Regions from separate parts of the Macaca mulatta genome. Here region 1 is linked to region 2. The links are chromatin contacts, called in public Hi-C maps. All regions are on one chromosome and are shown on one strand. Each heading gives the region's core, a stretch centred on a gene start, on an enhancer-like site or on the middle of the called end of the contact. The rest is flanking DNA. Distances are from core to core; before and after follow the strand shown.

The links. Hi-C and Micro-C count contacts between places; a contact is called where the count stands out from the background.
Region 1: a Hi-C map of fetal cortex germinal zone shows a contact between it and region 2, with 1.8 times the contacts expected there. The contact joins the promoter of TESK1 here to the promoter of CREB3 in region 2. A contact is called at or near these places in 2 of 14 Hi-C or Micro-C datasets (fetal cortex germinal zone and fetal cortical plate).

What each region holds. Positions count from the first base shown.
Region 1 is chr15:64,090,907-64,098,828 of T2T-MMU8v2.0, forward strand. It overlaps TESK1 (testis associated actin remodelling kinase 1), which reads right to left and starts at 1,894. Exons shown (of 10, transcript NM_001265761.1): 1 at 1,414-1,894; 2 at 1,147-1,268; 3 at 967-1,015; 4 at 267-413. The coding sequence starts at 1,632.
Region 2 is chr15:63,961,883-63,968,996 of T2T-MMU8v2.0, forward strand. It overlaps CREB3 (cAMP responsive element binding protein 3), which reads right to left and starts at 2,849. Exons shown (of 9, transcript NM_001265647.1): 1 at 2,341-2,849; 2 at 2,097-2,247; 3 at 1,958-2,025; 4 at 1,754-1,843; 5 at 16-122. The coding sequence starts at 2,469. It overlaps TLN1 (talin 1), which reads left to right and starts at 3,047. Exons shown (of 58, transcript XM_077965731.1): 1 at 3,047-3,175.

The DNA.
Region 1 (7,922 bases), core at 644-3,143, 130 kb after region 2:
CTGTCACTCCAGCATAACCCCAACCCTCTCTGCTCTCCCAGTTTTTCAAGGCACTTCAATATCGCAACATCACCCAACACTCCAAACACAGGGTGCTATTCAGTCCCTCCGAGCACTCCCCTCACCCTGGTCCCCCAATATTCTCCAATGCCTCGCCACTCCAACATCCTAATATATCTGTTATCCACATTCCAATGTCCACAGGACAGTTACAACCTAATAGTCTCAAACCCTCTTTCATGCCTCCACCCACCCCACTAGCCTACCTTGGATGTAAGGTCCCGGTGAAATACACCTTTGGAGTGCAGGTACCGCAGGCCTCGGGCAATGTCCAGGGCCAGGCGGAGCCTGACAGGCCAGGATAGGGGTTCAGGGGAGCTGAGCAGCTGTTCCAAGGTCCCCCCATTCATATACTGGTGCATAGGAGGAGAATGGGAATGGATGTCAGACTTCAGTCTGTATTCTAGGTCCCCCACTTATAAGCTAGGGGACACTCCGGAGGATCACAGAGGTCAGAGGGGTAAGATTGTGCTGTAGGACCCTCCATCCATGTTCTAGGGTTGCCCTGTTCAACTCAGTAGCCATTAGCCATGTGCAACAACTTAAATAATTTAAAATTTTTAAAATTTAATCAAGTTGACCCACAAAAAAAATCTAAACAATTAACATAATTTAAATTTAACCACATGTGGCTAGTGGCTACTGTATAGGACAGCACAGATAGAGAACATTTCCATCACTGAAGAAAATTCTATTGGACAGCACTATTCTAGGGGATACAGAGAATAAGACCAGCTGAGGCCTTTTATACGTGGTTTGCCTAAAGGGAAGTTCAGGAAAGCCTCCCCTGGGAGGAGATCCTGTTGCCTCTCACTAGTCCTCCGTAGATCCACCAGGCCTGTTCACTGCCTTTATCCTTGGGGGTGAAGGGGGGGTGGGGATCCCTCCTTCCTGGTCTATCCTCACCTCTGTAAGAGCGTGCAGCTGTCCCTGGTGCACACAGACCCCCATGAACCTGCCAGAGAAGGGGGAAGATAGAAGGGTAGGCTGTTAAGGGCCTCAGCTCCTCCTCAGTTCCACGTTTCCCGCGGGATCTTTCCTTTTCTCTCCCGCCCAGCAAGCTGCCCAGAGACTGGGGCCGCTTACCTTAGGATGTTGGGGTGCCTGAGCCGGTTCATCAGTTGCACTTCTCGTAGTGTGTTGCCCCGGTTACTGGGGAGCTTGTTCATCTTCAGCACCATGACTTGCCCTGACTGTCGGTGCCGAACCTGGGGGCGGGGGCGGCCGGCGAGGGTCGGGCAGGTCGGGAGGGTCGCCCGAGTCTGGACCCTCTTCCCCGCACTCCCGGCCCCCTAGTTGCAGCCTCTGGTTGAAGGCTCGGTCCCGCCCCTCTGCCCTCTCGGCCGGTCCTACCTTGTAGACCTCAGAGAAGAAGCCGGCCCCGATCTTCTCCGCGCAGTGAAAATCGTCCACACGGGCCAGGCTAGACACGGCGCTGCGGAGAGCCCGGTAGGAGGAGGGGCGGCCGCGGCCCGGGCCTCCGCCCGCGCCCCCCGGCCCCGGGGGCCCCTCCCCCGGCACCTCTCCAGGCCCGGGCCCAGGGCCCCGCAGTGGGGGCCGTTCCCCGGCCATGGCCGGGCCCCCAGCCCGGGCCTGCCTCACATGGCAGGGTCCCCGGGGCCCGGGCAGGCCGCGCTTGCCATGGGCGCGGGCCCAGCCAGATCCTGGGCGCCCGGACTCCCGCTCCCGCCTTGAGAATGAAGATCAGCCGAAGATCCTGGACCCGCCCCCGCCGCGCCGGCTAGCTGGGCCCGGGTGGACGCCGCGCCGCTCCGCTCTGCGTAGGCCTGGGCTTGGGCCTGGACCGGGCAGTGGCGGTGACGGTGGCGGCGACGGTGGCGGCAGCGCTCCCGGGCGCCGGCGGGCTAGCTCGCCGCGGGCGGAGGCGGGCGGGCGGGCGGGCGGGCGGCGGCTGCTCCGCTTAGCCGCCGGGGCTCAGGCTCCGCGGCCTGCCGGGGGCGGGGCTGGGCCGGGCCTCCGCTTAACTCCTTCCAGCCCGGCCTCCCGGCAGCGGCCACGCCCCCTCAGGTGCGCACCCCCGCCTCCCCGCTCTCCGGCCGCGAGGCCCTGGGCCGCCCGGGTCAAATAAGCTCAGGCCTGAACTTGAATAACGAAAGGGAATTAAGGGCTGATGGTGCGCATGCGAAGCTTAGCTGCCCAGGGAGTCCCCTGTCCTCCCTGGGACTGTCCGTTGTGGGTCGGGCTCAGAAACCTGCCGGATTCTTGGGCTCCAGGGACCAATGGGGCAGAAACGTAGGCCCCTCAGGCCCAGTCGCAATCTGAGGCAGCCCAGCAACCTGTCCACCTTCCTGGCCTGCGCCGCGGCCCAGCCTGCCCATTTCCCAGGTCTCTTCGACTCCGACACCTTGAACCTCTGGCCTCCCTAACACCTTCTACCTTCACGGGAGGTTGTGATACCTCGGGGCTATAGGGAGCCTTTGACCGGCCCATACCCAGCTTAGCTCCGACTCCTCACTTCATCCTGCCGTCTCCCAATAAAGAAGAGAGTCCAGGTCCTCCGCCCTGTGACTACCCAGCCGGGATCTCCCTCTTATTACTTTGTCCAAATGACTCTAAGAGAGAAGCCACCACCTGCAGGGAAGCCCCTCCTTCCGCAAGATCCCACCCCCTCAAAGAACGCTTTCTCTCGGAGACACCTCCCTTTCGGGAGCACTTTTCCCCAGTGTGGCACTGCCACCGTCAGTGTGTGTCAGAACCCCTCAGTGCTGCACCCCCTTGCTCTGTGTTCCTCCCACGCAGTGAGACCCCACCTCCGAGTGACTCCACTAAGTCATTGTGACCCCTCCTCTCAAGGTGACTCCTCCCCTCAGTGTGACCCAGCCCTCCTCAGTGTGAGGGTTCCGCCCTCCACGTAGGAACACGGTCTGTCCCCTCAGGCCAGAGGAGGGGCTGCAACTGGCCTCTTTAAGTCGGCGCGGTGCCCGGGTGCGCATGCAGTCTGCGGACTCTGTGCACTTGCCGTACCAGGTACTTCCGGTTCTGCCGCTGGCTCCGCCTCCGGCCTCGGCAAAATAGCCAATCATCGCCAGGGTTGGGTGGTGACACGCGATCCCGGCAGGCCACTCCGGGGCAAACGGTTTAAATGGGCGTCGTTGAGCCGCTTGCCCCCTAGCGGCGGAACGGTAGGCGGCGGGAGTGAAAGCTGCGGTACCGGGTGCGGAGGCCGGCTGAGAGAGCTGAGGAAGCGAGGCTGCGTCCGTCAGGAATTCTCAAGTACTGTATTAATATTTCTGTAGTAACCTTAAAAGAAAATTAATACAAGCACAGTCCGTATCGCGTGGGGTTACCGTCTTCCAATGGAGTCTGGTTACACGTTTATGAGAGTTGGAGCCAAGAAGTACTACTCAGTTGTCGAGGGCTACTGAGAAAAGAATAAAGACGGTCATAAATGATACATGATGCCTTAGAGTCAAGAGAAGGCCAGATGCTGTCTTGGTGCGCCGTACAAGGGAAGGTATTGCACAAGTTTGGAGCGAGAGGAAGGGAGACGTTCGCAATCCTTCCACAGCCGGTGGAGGCAGGCCAGCCTCAGAATTGCCCAGGGCACATGCATCCTGTTCTTTTTTCTGGAGGCGTTTGGTCTCAGCACACGCTCATTCATCATATTTAATGCTAACATCTACAACTATTTGTGAATTTGCTTTCTATTGTTGTATGACATCTGTAAACACTAGGAATTTATGCCTCATTTTGTTTAAGTAATATCATAGATCTTTTAACCGATATTGGGTTCTGGCCCTTTATCATGTTTGAGAATTACTGTAATAGTAATGGTAATTCCAAGCCAAAGAGCCAGATGCCTATTTTGGAAAGATGATTGCGGTGGTTGTATGGAGGCAGGGAGACTGATTAGGAAGGAGGCTGTGACTGTGGTTTAATCAGGAGAGGATGAGACCAGCCTGGCCAACACTGATTAGGAAGGAGGCTGTGTCTGTGGTTCAATCAGGAGAAGATGAGACCAGCCTGGCCAACATAGTGAAACCCCGTCTCTACTAAAAATACAAAAAAATTAGCGTGACGAGGTGGCGGGCACCTGTAATCCCAGCTACTTGGGAGTCTGAGGCAGGTGAATCGCTTAAACCCGGGAGGCGGAGATTGCAGTGAGCCAAGATCGCGCCATTACACTCCAGTCTAGGCGACAAGAGTGGGACTCTGTCTCAAAAAAAAACCTTTTGTTGTTGTTTTTCAGACTTTTTATGATGGAAAATGTCTTAACACATACACACACGCAGAATAGAATAATGAATGTTTATTTACGTTGGATTAGTAAGACCATTTTGTTGGAAACCCATAGTGCAAAATTGGTTTGCCTTTGCCTCAGTTGTACTGTTGTCATATTTGACCTGGCCTAGGTGAAAGTACCGCTTTCATTTACCCTTCTATACCAGTGATTCTCCAATGAGCAATTCATGGCCAATCTTGTTTCATCTATACCCGTGCCCTCTTCCTCACTCCGTATTTGTGTATATTTCTGACATATCATTTCATCCTGTAAACTTTTCAGTATGTTATCTCTAAATGATAAGGATTCTTCTTTAAAACCAAATCACAGTATTGTCACACCAAAAAATAACGATAGTTCCTTCATATCATCAAGCATCCAGTTGTTTACATTTCCCCCACTGTCTTACGTTTGATTTTTAAAAATTGTTTATTTGAATCAAAATCCATTAGGCCTGTACTTTACAGGTGATATGTCTGTCTGTCTGTCTCTCTCTCTCTTTTTTTTTTTTTTTTTTTTGTGAGACAGGGTCTGGCTCTATCACCCAGGATGGAGTGCAGTGGGTTGATCTTGGCTCACAGCAACCTCCACTTCCGAGGCTCAAGCAATCCTTCTGTCTCAGCCTTCTGAGTAGCTGGGACTACAGGTGGGCACCACCACACCTGTCTAATTTTTGTATTTTTGTAGAGATGGAGTTTGCCACGTTGCCCAGGCTGGTCTCAACTCCTGGGCTCAAGCATTCCATCTGCCTTGGCCTCCCAAAGTGCTGGGATTATAGGTGTGAGCCACCACACCCAGCCATGTTTCTTAAGTCTTTGCAGATCTATGCTTATTCTCCATCTTTTTTTCTACTTGTTTTAAACTAGTTCATTTGTCCTGTAGGGTTTCTTAGAGTCTTGATTTCTGTTGTAATTTAGCATGTTCCTCCATCCTCTGTATTTGATATAAATTGGTAACTTAATCAAATTTAGATTTATTTTGGCAAAACTAATTTGTAGGTGGTTTTAGCACTTCTATCTGGAGGTATACAATGGTGGTCTTTTTGTGATGTTAATAACTGATATTTGTTTCTCAACCGTGGCACTATTGATATTTTGGAATGGAAAATTCTTTATTGTAGGGGGCTGTCCTGTGCATTGTAGGATGTTTAGCAGCATCCCTGGCCTCTACCTAATGGATGCCAGTGGCACCTCCTCCCAACTATAACAATAGAAAAATGTGTCTAGACATTGCTAGTTGTCCTCTGGGGGACAAAATTGACCCTGATTAAGAACCACTGGTCCAGGTTCATTAATAGAGGAGTTAAAGCTGGGCATAGTGGCACATGACTGTAGTCCCAACTACTTGGGAAGTTGAGCCAAGAGGGTTACTTGAGCCCAGGAGTTCGAGTCCATCCTGGGCATCAGAGCAAGACCCTGTCTCAAATAAAAAGTTAGAAAATAATATTATCATTCCTTCTTTGAATGAATTCCTATAGAAGTATTAGGTAGAATATTTCTATAAGGAGAAACTTTTCCACATTAACTATTTGTTACACAGAGATATATTTCCTAGGAAAGGCAGAATAAATACTTGATTGTTTCTCACTTATTTTACCAGCTTTCAAAGTAATGAATTGGTTCCCCAGCATCTTCCAAAGTTGACCAGTGAGGTTTTTCTTAAGTACCATTATGAACTCATAATTTAACGCATATATGATGTACTCAATTATTGCTAGTTATCTTTTATTTCTTTTTGAGACAGGGTCTCTTTTTCAGGCTGGAGTGTAGCGGCACAAAGCTCACTGCAACCTTGACCTCCTGGGCTCAAGTGATTCTCTCATCTCATCCTCCCAAGTAACTAGGACTATAAGCATGTGCCATCACAGCAGGCTAATTTTTAATTTTTTTGTAGAGACACGGTCTCACCATGTTGCCCAGGCTGGTCTCAAACTCCTGGCCTCAAGTGATCCTCCTGCCTTGGCCTCCCAAGGTGCTGGGATTACAGACATGAGCAACTGCACCCAGCCCAGTTATTTATTTATTTATTTATTTAGATGGAGTCTTGCTCTGTCACCCAGGCTGGCGTGCAGTGGTGTGATCTCGGCTCACTGCAACCTCTGCTTCCCAGGTTCAAGCAATTCCCCTGCCTCAGCCTCCTGAGTAGTTGGGATTACAGACACCTGCCACCACGCCCGGCTGATTTTTGTATTTTTAGTAGAGACAGAATTTCACCATGTTGGCCAGGCTGGTCTCAAACTCCTGACCTCAGGTGATCCACCTGCCTTGGCCTCCCAAAGTGCTGGGATTATAGGTGTGAGCCACTGTGCCCAGTTATCATTTTTGATGCTTGTCCTGTTGTTAGGGGATCTTTGGGGTGTCCTTTTTCTGGCCTGAAACTTCTGTGGCTAGTGGCGCCTTTGCCCCAGTTTTGCACCCAGCCTGGCAGCCTATGCTTGGCTCATGCTACCAGCCTGGGTCCCATGCCTGCCAAGGGTGAGACAGGCGTGGAACAGTTCGGGGTATGTGAGTGAGCATTGCGTCCAGCCACTGTGCATGGTCAGACATTCCGGGTGCTGCAGTGGGGCGGGCAGTTCCAGGTGCCAGCATGGCACCAGCTCCCTGCGAGCCTGCAGCCAGACCAGGCACATGGCAAGCAGCTTCCACAGCTGGCACTGGGGAACATATTGGTGCCTGGAACTTGGAGATACCAGGAACAGCGGGGCCTCAAAGAGGGAGTCACAGCCCTGGCTTGGGGAGCTCCCAGGGCTACGCTCCCCAAAGGGCTGCAGCTCTTCTTGCCTTCACCCACAACATGGCAAGCAAGGGTCATGTCTCACCCCTGTTTGTGTTACAGCTCTTTTAACCCCACCATTTGGTGGGTCCTGAGTTCTTGTCCTGAGACAGGAAGAATGAGGTATGCAGACAAGTGAAGGGTGAGCAAGACAAACAGTAGCTTTATTGAGCAATAGAACAGCTCAAAGGAAACCTGCAGGGGGCAGCTCCTTTCCCTAGCAAGGGTGTCCTGAGGAGTGTTCAGCTCCTAGCAGAGAGGGTAGCTCCTCTCTGCTAGGCAAGTTGTCCTGACAAGGGTTCAGCTATCAGCAGGGAGGGTAGCTCCTCTCTGCAGCTGGTTGTCCTGTCATCTGTGCAGCTCTCAGCAGAGGGGAGGCCCTAGAGTGGGTGGCGTCTCTCTGCAGGCATGTCATCCCGTAGTCTCTGCAGAGGCCCGAAAGTTGGTTGCTCCTCTCTGCAGCTGGTTGTCCCAACATCTGCAGCTCCCACAGAGGAGGCCTTGGTGTGGGTAGCTCCTCTCTGCAGCTGATTGTCCTGACATCTGCTCAGAGCCTGGGCTTTTATGGGCCTTAGAGGGGAGGAAGTGCATGCCAGTTGGTCCATGGGCAGCCATGGGTGGGCCTGGAAGGGTCACCACAAGTTCCCACTCCCATAGTGGGATGGGCAGCCCGGTCCCCAGCCTCAGGCCCTCCCTGGCCTGAAAGTGGGGCCTTACCAGGGACCTGCCCCATCCACCCAGGAGCCTGTTTGCCTCCTGCTGCCATTCATGGTGCCCAGGCTGTAGGTGCCAAGAGGTGCCTGCAGGCCAGTGCTGAGCTGCCTTCAGACCCCAGTTGGCTTCCCTC
Region 2 (7,114 bases), core at 1,599-4,098:
CTCTCCCTTTCATACCTGCTCTCTAAACCCCCAACATACACCTTCTTTTTCCTGCGGCTCTCTTGAGCAGATCTTTTATTTCGAATCTTCCTCCGCACACGTTTCAGAATTTGTTCCTCCATCTGAAAGGAAACAAGGAAAGGGGTATCATTAGAGGGACTCTAGAACAAGAAGTTGAAAGGCAACTGAGATCCATCTCTTTCCAATACAGAAATCCCTTCTACAGCTTCCCTGACCAATAGGCATTCACATTCTTTCTGAATGCCTCCACGGACCATGTGTTAACCCTAACAAGCCAGACCATTTTAAACTATTAAAAAAAAAAATTGGTCAGGCAATATTCAAGTGACATGGCTCATGCCTGTAATCCCAACACTTTGGGGAGCTAAGGCAGGAGGACCGCTTGAGCCCAGGAGTTTGAGACCAGCCTGAGCAACACAGTGAGACCTTGTCTCTACTAAAAATAAATTAGCCGGGTGTGGTGGCACATGCCTGTGGTCCCTGCTCCTCAGGAGGCTGAGGAAGGACAATCGCTTGAGCCTGAGAGGTCAAAGCTGTAGTGAGCCATGATCTCACCACTATTCTCCAACCTGGGCAGTAAAGCAAGAATCTGTCTTCAAACAAAAACTTCCTTATCCTGAACCAACAGCTGTCTCCTTATAATTTCTATACGTTGGACTTACCTAGTATCTCTGGGGCCAAATAGAATGAACCCTGTTTAGCTATTTTCAGGCATTTGACATTTCCTCAGAGAAAAAAAGTTCAAGAAAAAAACAGCTTAGACAAAAATTTTAACTCATCTTCTTAGGATAGACTGCATCTTCTTAGTATCTGTCAAAGATGTGCTCTAGCCAGTATAAAGGAAAGCAAGATAGTGACTTGTGGAGACAATAACTCTTGCTACAGTTTCCAAATCCCATTAACTTTCCTAGTAGCCACATCGCACTGCTGACTCATCTTGTACTTTGAAGGAATTAAAATTCTTTACTTTTGGAGGCCAAGGTGGGTAGATCACTTGAGCACAGGCGTTCAAGACCAGCCTGGCAACAAGGCAAAACCCCATCTCTACTAAAAACACCAAAAAAAAAATTTGCCAGGCAGGGTGGTGTGCACCTGTAGTCTCAGCTACTCAGGAGGCTGAGGTGGGAGAATCACCTAAGCCCAGAAATTCAAGGCTGCAGTGTGCCATGATCACATCACTGCACTCCAGCCTGTGCAACAGAACAAGACCTTGTCAAAAAAAAAAAAAAATTCCTGGAACTTTTCTATTAATGAGCACTGATTTCATCATAGTATCCCAGTACTCTGCTTGTGAAGTTGCCACTGATTGCTTAAAACTGGAAACTAAGGATTTTGCATTTATTCATGTACTGCTTAGTCCAATCGTGTTGAACTCTCTAAACAGTTCTACCATTCAGCAAGAGGTGGATTACTATGAAGCCAATGAAGTGTCAAGGCCCTTCACTTACACAGTCCTTTCCAAGGCCCAATACTAATGTTGCACTGATAATTTTGAGGGTTTTTTTTGTTTGTTTTTTAACAGAACACCAAAATTTGTGTAAGCCCAACGAAAATGAGGATCTGCCTTGCATCTAGCATATTGGGTACCTGCCTCAACTTCCTATTAGCAATAAATCTGCTAAGTTTCTCACCTCAATCCTTTTTTAAAGTTATTGATATAAAGTTAACAGAATTGGCCTACTTGAGACTTTTAATCCCTTTTCAGCCTTTGCTCAACTAACGAGAGTCTTACCTTAGTGAGAGGAAGTGTCTCAGGCAGAATAAGCCCCTCCTTCTCCAATAGACTCTTCTCCTCATCTGTCAGTACCAGCCTAACAATATCCTAGGGTAACCAGAAAGTGGGCGGCAGTTGCATGGGGATGTCACAGAGGAATGGGGAATCCTGCCCCCACCTGAGGAATGTGAGAGTAATCATCCTGAAAATCAAGTCAAGTACCTGCTCTGCCAGCTCCTCCATATGCTGTGGAGTCATCTGGGTCCCCTCTTTTCTACAGCTCTCACTCTCTGCAAAAGGGAACGTATGAATAGCCAGGCCCATGAACCCTGTCCTCCCCCCAAACTTATTTCAGACTCACCTAGATCCATAGAGACAGGTTCTCGTGGGAGGGAGTAGGTGTGGTCATGGTGGACAAGGCAGGGGTTGGAGTTGCTGAGAACGTTCAACGACGACGCTGGGGGACTCAGCAGGGAGCTCAGCAAATCATCTACCTCCCAGTCGCTCGGTACCTGCGCAGGGTTCCAGTGAACAGGCCTTGACCTATCACCATCCCCTGACCTCATGGACATCCCACGCTTTCCCCAGTCAGAACCCCAACGCACCTCAGAAAGCGGCAGCTCCCAGTCCAGTGGGGCCCTCACGGACTCATCGGGCGCCGTCCTCAAATCTCCACTTTCCTCTAGCAGGAAGCCCAGTAGGTCTTGGTCACCAGCGTCCAATTCCAGCTCCATTTGGGACAACTACGGAAAGGGTGGGCTACCGGGCCCCAACGTCCGAAGCCCAGACACGAGCCCCAGGCCAGCTGTAGGCCTCGGGCACCTATCCACTGTCCCTCTACGGCCGGGCTTCCCGGCCGGGGGCTTTCCGTAGCCCTCTCCGGACCCGCCTCCCAGGCTCAATTCTCCTCAGCCTCCAACGCAGCGAAAGTGACGCACCCCACCCCGTGGCACTGTGGGACTTGGAGTTCCCTCCAACTGAGAAGAGGCCTGGGTGCCGCGCCACGTCCCAGGGGCTATGCAAATGTAGGGGACGGCCCTGCTGCCGCCTCGCACCCCGAGGGCGGGGGTTCCGGGGCTCCGGCTCCGCCTTCTCCCCCAAGCTAGAAAAAGGAAGAGTTCTGGCCTGAAAGGGAACTCGGGCGTCGTCTTGGCGTTCTCTCCGGATTGCGCCGCACCCTCGCTTCCTGCCAGGGAGGGGCTGCCGGCCTTTGGCGGCCCCCGAGCATCGAGAACGCGGCCAGAGCAGCTTCCTGCCTGCCCCCCGCGACCATAGAGCGCTGCCCCAGGGCGCCGCCCGCGGGTGGGGGACGTTCCCAGGACGGAAGTGGCCGAGAGAGTGTCGAAGGGAGGGCGAGGCCGGAGCCCGAGGGCGACCCGAGAAGCGGCAGGGCAGCGGGCCGGCGGGCCGGCAGGCGGGGCGCAGAGCCGGGCAGCGCAGGTAGGCCAGACCGGGCCGGGCGGGGGCCTTAGGGTGGGGCCGCGGAGCCTGGCCCCGGGGGCGGGCGGGGCCCTGCCTCTCCTGCGTGTCCGGTTCGGGTCCTGTTAGTTGGAGAGGTCAGCGTCCAGCGCATCTCAACTTGGGCTCATCGTGAAGTAGGCCGTCTTAGGGGAGACAGGCCTCTCCTGGGGGCAGTCCTCTGCCTGGGATAGGCTTTGGGGAGCGTGAGGAGTCGGGTAGCAGCGGGGCGCAGGACGGGGACGGGCTTTGGTGTTAGCTGATAGCGGCCATGTGGGTAGGAAAGCTTTGGGTGAGTTGGGGATTAGGTGGGGTCCGTTTAGGAATCAAGGGTCGCTATAGGAGTTAAAAGCTGGGGTTAAAACTTAAGAGTTAGTAGTGTGAGTCAGGTCCGTTTTAGGTAGGTAAGGTTTAGATTAAGGTCATTATTTTGTTTGCTGGGATGGCCATCATACGTCATAATTTGAGTTCAGGGTCGGGTTAAGGGTCAACAACAGGAATCAGGTTAGAGCCTGTTTGAGGGATTAAAGAATGTTGACATGGTCGGTATTAAGGATAAACAGTGAAAGCGTGAGTTAGGAATCAAGTTACAAATGAACTTTAGGCTTAGGGGTCAACATTTAGGGTTAACATCAGGCGATTTGGTGCTAAAGGTAAAACTTAGATCAGTATCAGGGATCAGGGATTGGATATGAGTCTCTGCTGGGAAAGGGATGAATGTCCAAGCCGGTAGTGGGAATCAGGAAACAAATTAGAGGTGGGGTTAATGTTAGGAATTTGGGGCAACTTTAGGGGTTGTAATTGAGGCTAGCATAGTTGGCCTTGAGCAGATGAAATTTAAGAGGTTGGCAGTAGGTAAATGCCCTTCTTTTGTAGGGAAGTCCTTTATTCCTGTGTAGTTACAGGGGCTTCTTTTCACCCAGAGAGATAACAAACTAATTTCAGGCTAGTGTTCTGGCTTATTGCAGGCATCTGGGATTCCAGCATCTTTATTCCATTCTCTAAGCCTAAGGCCCTTGCTGTGGCCACCACAGTTAGGGGACAGAGATTCTGGACTATGTTGTTTACATACAACATAGGTGGGAAATAGGGACCCAGGATGTACAAGGCCTAGTCACAAGTTGGAGACTGCCTAGGGAAGAAGGAGCTGTTGACTATGGGGGAAGCTGACCAAGGAATCACTGTTGCCACGGGAGAAGGAAATAACTGAATCCCCTGAAAGTTTAGCTTTGCTGTCTCCCACTTCACTTGTTCTCTAGGTATTAAGGCCTCCTCTCCAACTCTCATCCCTGACTCTGCATTTCACATCCATCCTGACTATCCCCTTACAAAATACTTCCCTTGCCTTTAACTGTCCCATGCTCATCTTATCATCCGTTCCCATCCTCAGTTCTACCTCCCTCACCAACCCTTAATCCGCACATCCTACCTGAATTTAGCCTCATCATAACCTGAGCTTTCCCATCATTTTAAATTACTCTCCTACCATTTTCACCCAGTCATGTACCTACATTCCACCTGGTCATCAGCTGAATACCCTACTCCCAGCCCCTGCTGTGTGCCACCCCCTAGATCTAAGCCTCTTTTAATTTCTTGGACCATTTGTAGATCCCCTTCCCCCACTCCCCAACAGAAAAGAGGAAACGAGACCCAAAGAGGAAACTGGGTCTTGCTGATCCCACGCCCAGCCAGGCCACTGACCACACCCCCATTTCACTCCCAGCCTGACCCTGCCACTGACCACAGCACTGTCCTCTACTCAGCCTGACCCAGCCACTGGCTATACCCTATCCCCCATCCCCCATCCCAGCTCCAGTTTACTTAGACATTGACAATGTCCCTTCACTTTCCCACCCCCACCCCAGTCTAATTTAGCCACTGACCACAGGCCTATCTCTTCTCAACCTCCTATAGCCTGACCTGGCCTCTGACCTCACCCCATCATTCCCTGACTTAGCCACCATCTATGTAATCATTCCCCTTCCCCCAACCTGATCCAATGACTGGTCATATATGTATCTTATGTATAGGTATTTTTCCCAACACCGTCATCACCAGCATCCTTTTTCTACACCCTGTCTTCCCATCCTTTTTCTACATCCTGTCTTCCCTATTCCCAGCCCGATGCAGTCACTAACCCAACCCCATCTGCCCCTAGTGGCTACTAATCATATACTCATCGGCTTTTTCCCACAGCCTAACCACATCCCCTAACCATAGCCTCATTCTCACATTCTCTGCCCAACCTGATCCTTTCCCCTCTTCCCAGTTCCTCACCTAAACTCAAGCTGCCCCAGCCACTAAAGTGGCTGCTGATGATAGGAAGCTATGGGACCCTAACCTGACTACCTTAGTAGATATCAGGTCCTGTCAATTCTACCTCCCCAAACTTCTTCTGAGTGACATCTTCCTCAATGCCATTCTAACTCTGGCTTGGTTACCTTTATTTTGTACTAATACAGTATCCTTCTAACTAATCTCCAAGGTAACTGCCGGAGTTATTTTTCTAAAATCCAGTTCTGGTTATGTCTCTTCTCTGCTCAAAGACTCCCTTGGCCTCCTTTTGTCCTCCAATAAGTAAAATTCCTCATACCCCTCTCTAGCTTTCCTCTGCCTTTCCATCCTAACCCTGACTTCCCCACCACTGCTCCCTTGCAGGTACCCTGTGCTTCAACCAGCCTGCCTGCTCACTTCCCTGAATGCTCCTCCACAATTTACTGCTTCTCCATCTTTGCTTATACTATTTCTCTGCCTGGAGTGAAAACTGCCCCTGACACATCTCCAGCTGGCTGGCGTAGTGGAGAGAGCTTGGGTTTTGCAGTCAGAAACCTGGGTTCGGATCCTGGCTTCACAACTTATTACTTGGAGAAGTATTTGAACAAGTATTTAACATCTTTGAGTTCTGTTTTCTGATCTGTAAAAATGGAAATAATGGCACCTACTGTAAGGATTAAATGAAATTATGTATACAGTGCAAGTGACATAGAGTCAATAAATGGCAGATCACTATTATTTTTTATTATCTCTATTTTTTAAAATTCTAACTTCAGATGATACCTATCATGGAGACTTTTTGGTTCCCCTTCCCTAACCTAAAGGGATCTCTCTGAGCACACACCTTTTGGCTCTTACCACATCCTGCCCTCTGTTGTGATTCTGTACTTGGCTTATTCACTCACCTCATGGACTGGGAGCCCTTTGAACACAAAGGCTAGGTCTTACTGATCTTGGTCCCCAGCCGCTGAAAGTTTGGCCCAGGGTCTTCCCCACAACTGGCCCTCAAGGAATGCTTGCTGGGTGAATGGAAAATGTCTACATAATAGGAGGAGAGACTCTGGGTGCCGGGTGTGCTTGTTATGGAGGTTATCTATGCGAACGCCGTGTGCGTAGGATGGGCTCCCTAGAAGAAGGTAACGCAGTCCTGATGGGATCTGTGTAGGGGCTGTGTGATCGAGATAATGTGTATGTAGAGACAGTAAGGTAGCTTTGTGGGAAAGAGCTCTACATAGGCTGGGGTGCATTTGGGGAGAATGAGTGTGCATGTGGATGTGGAGGGGCTATACTGGGGGAAGTTCTGTGCAGCCCTTCAACTAGCTGCCCAGTCCAGCTTTAAATGAGCCTCCAGCAGCCTGAGGCCGGATATGTCAGTCTCACCCACAGCCCTCCCCCGCTGCCAGTGGTTGCGGACTCAGAGGCCAAATTTGGTAACAGACTGAGTGTTACTCCCCCATCCCTCTTATATTCTGACTGTCTTAGGCTCTTTCCTTTTGTCCCTCTTTTTGTAACTCCCTATCTTTCTGCAATTCCCCTTGTGGGTATCTGCTCTGCCTGTATTCTCCAAGTACCCCAACTTTCTTAGCCCCAATACCCTTACATTCCATTCCTTGCTGGGATTTGACCTCCTGTCCTCCATTCCCCCTC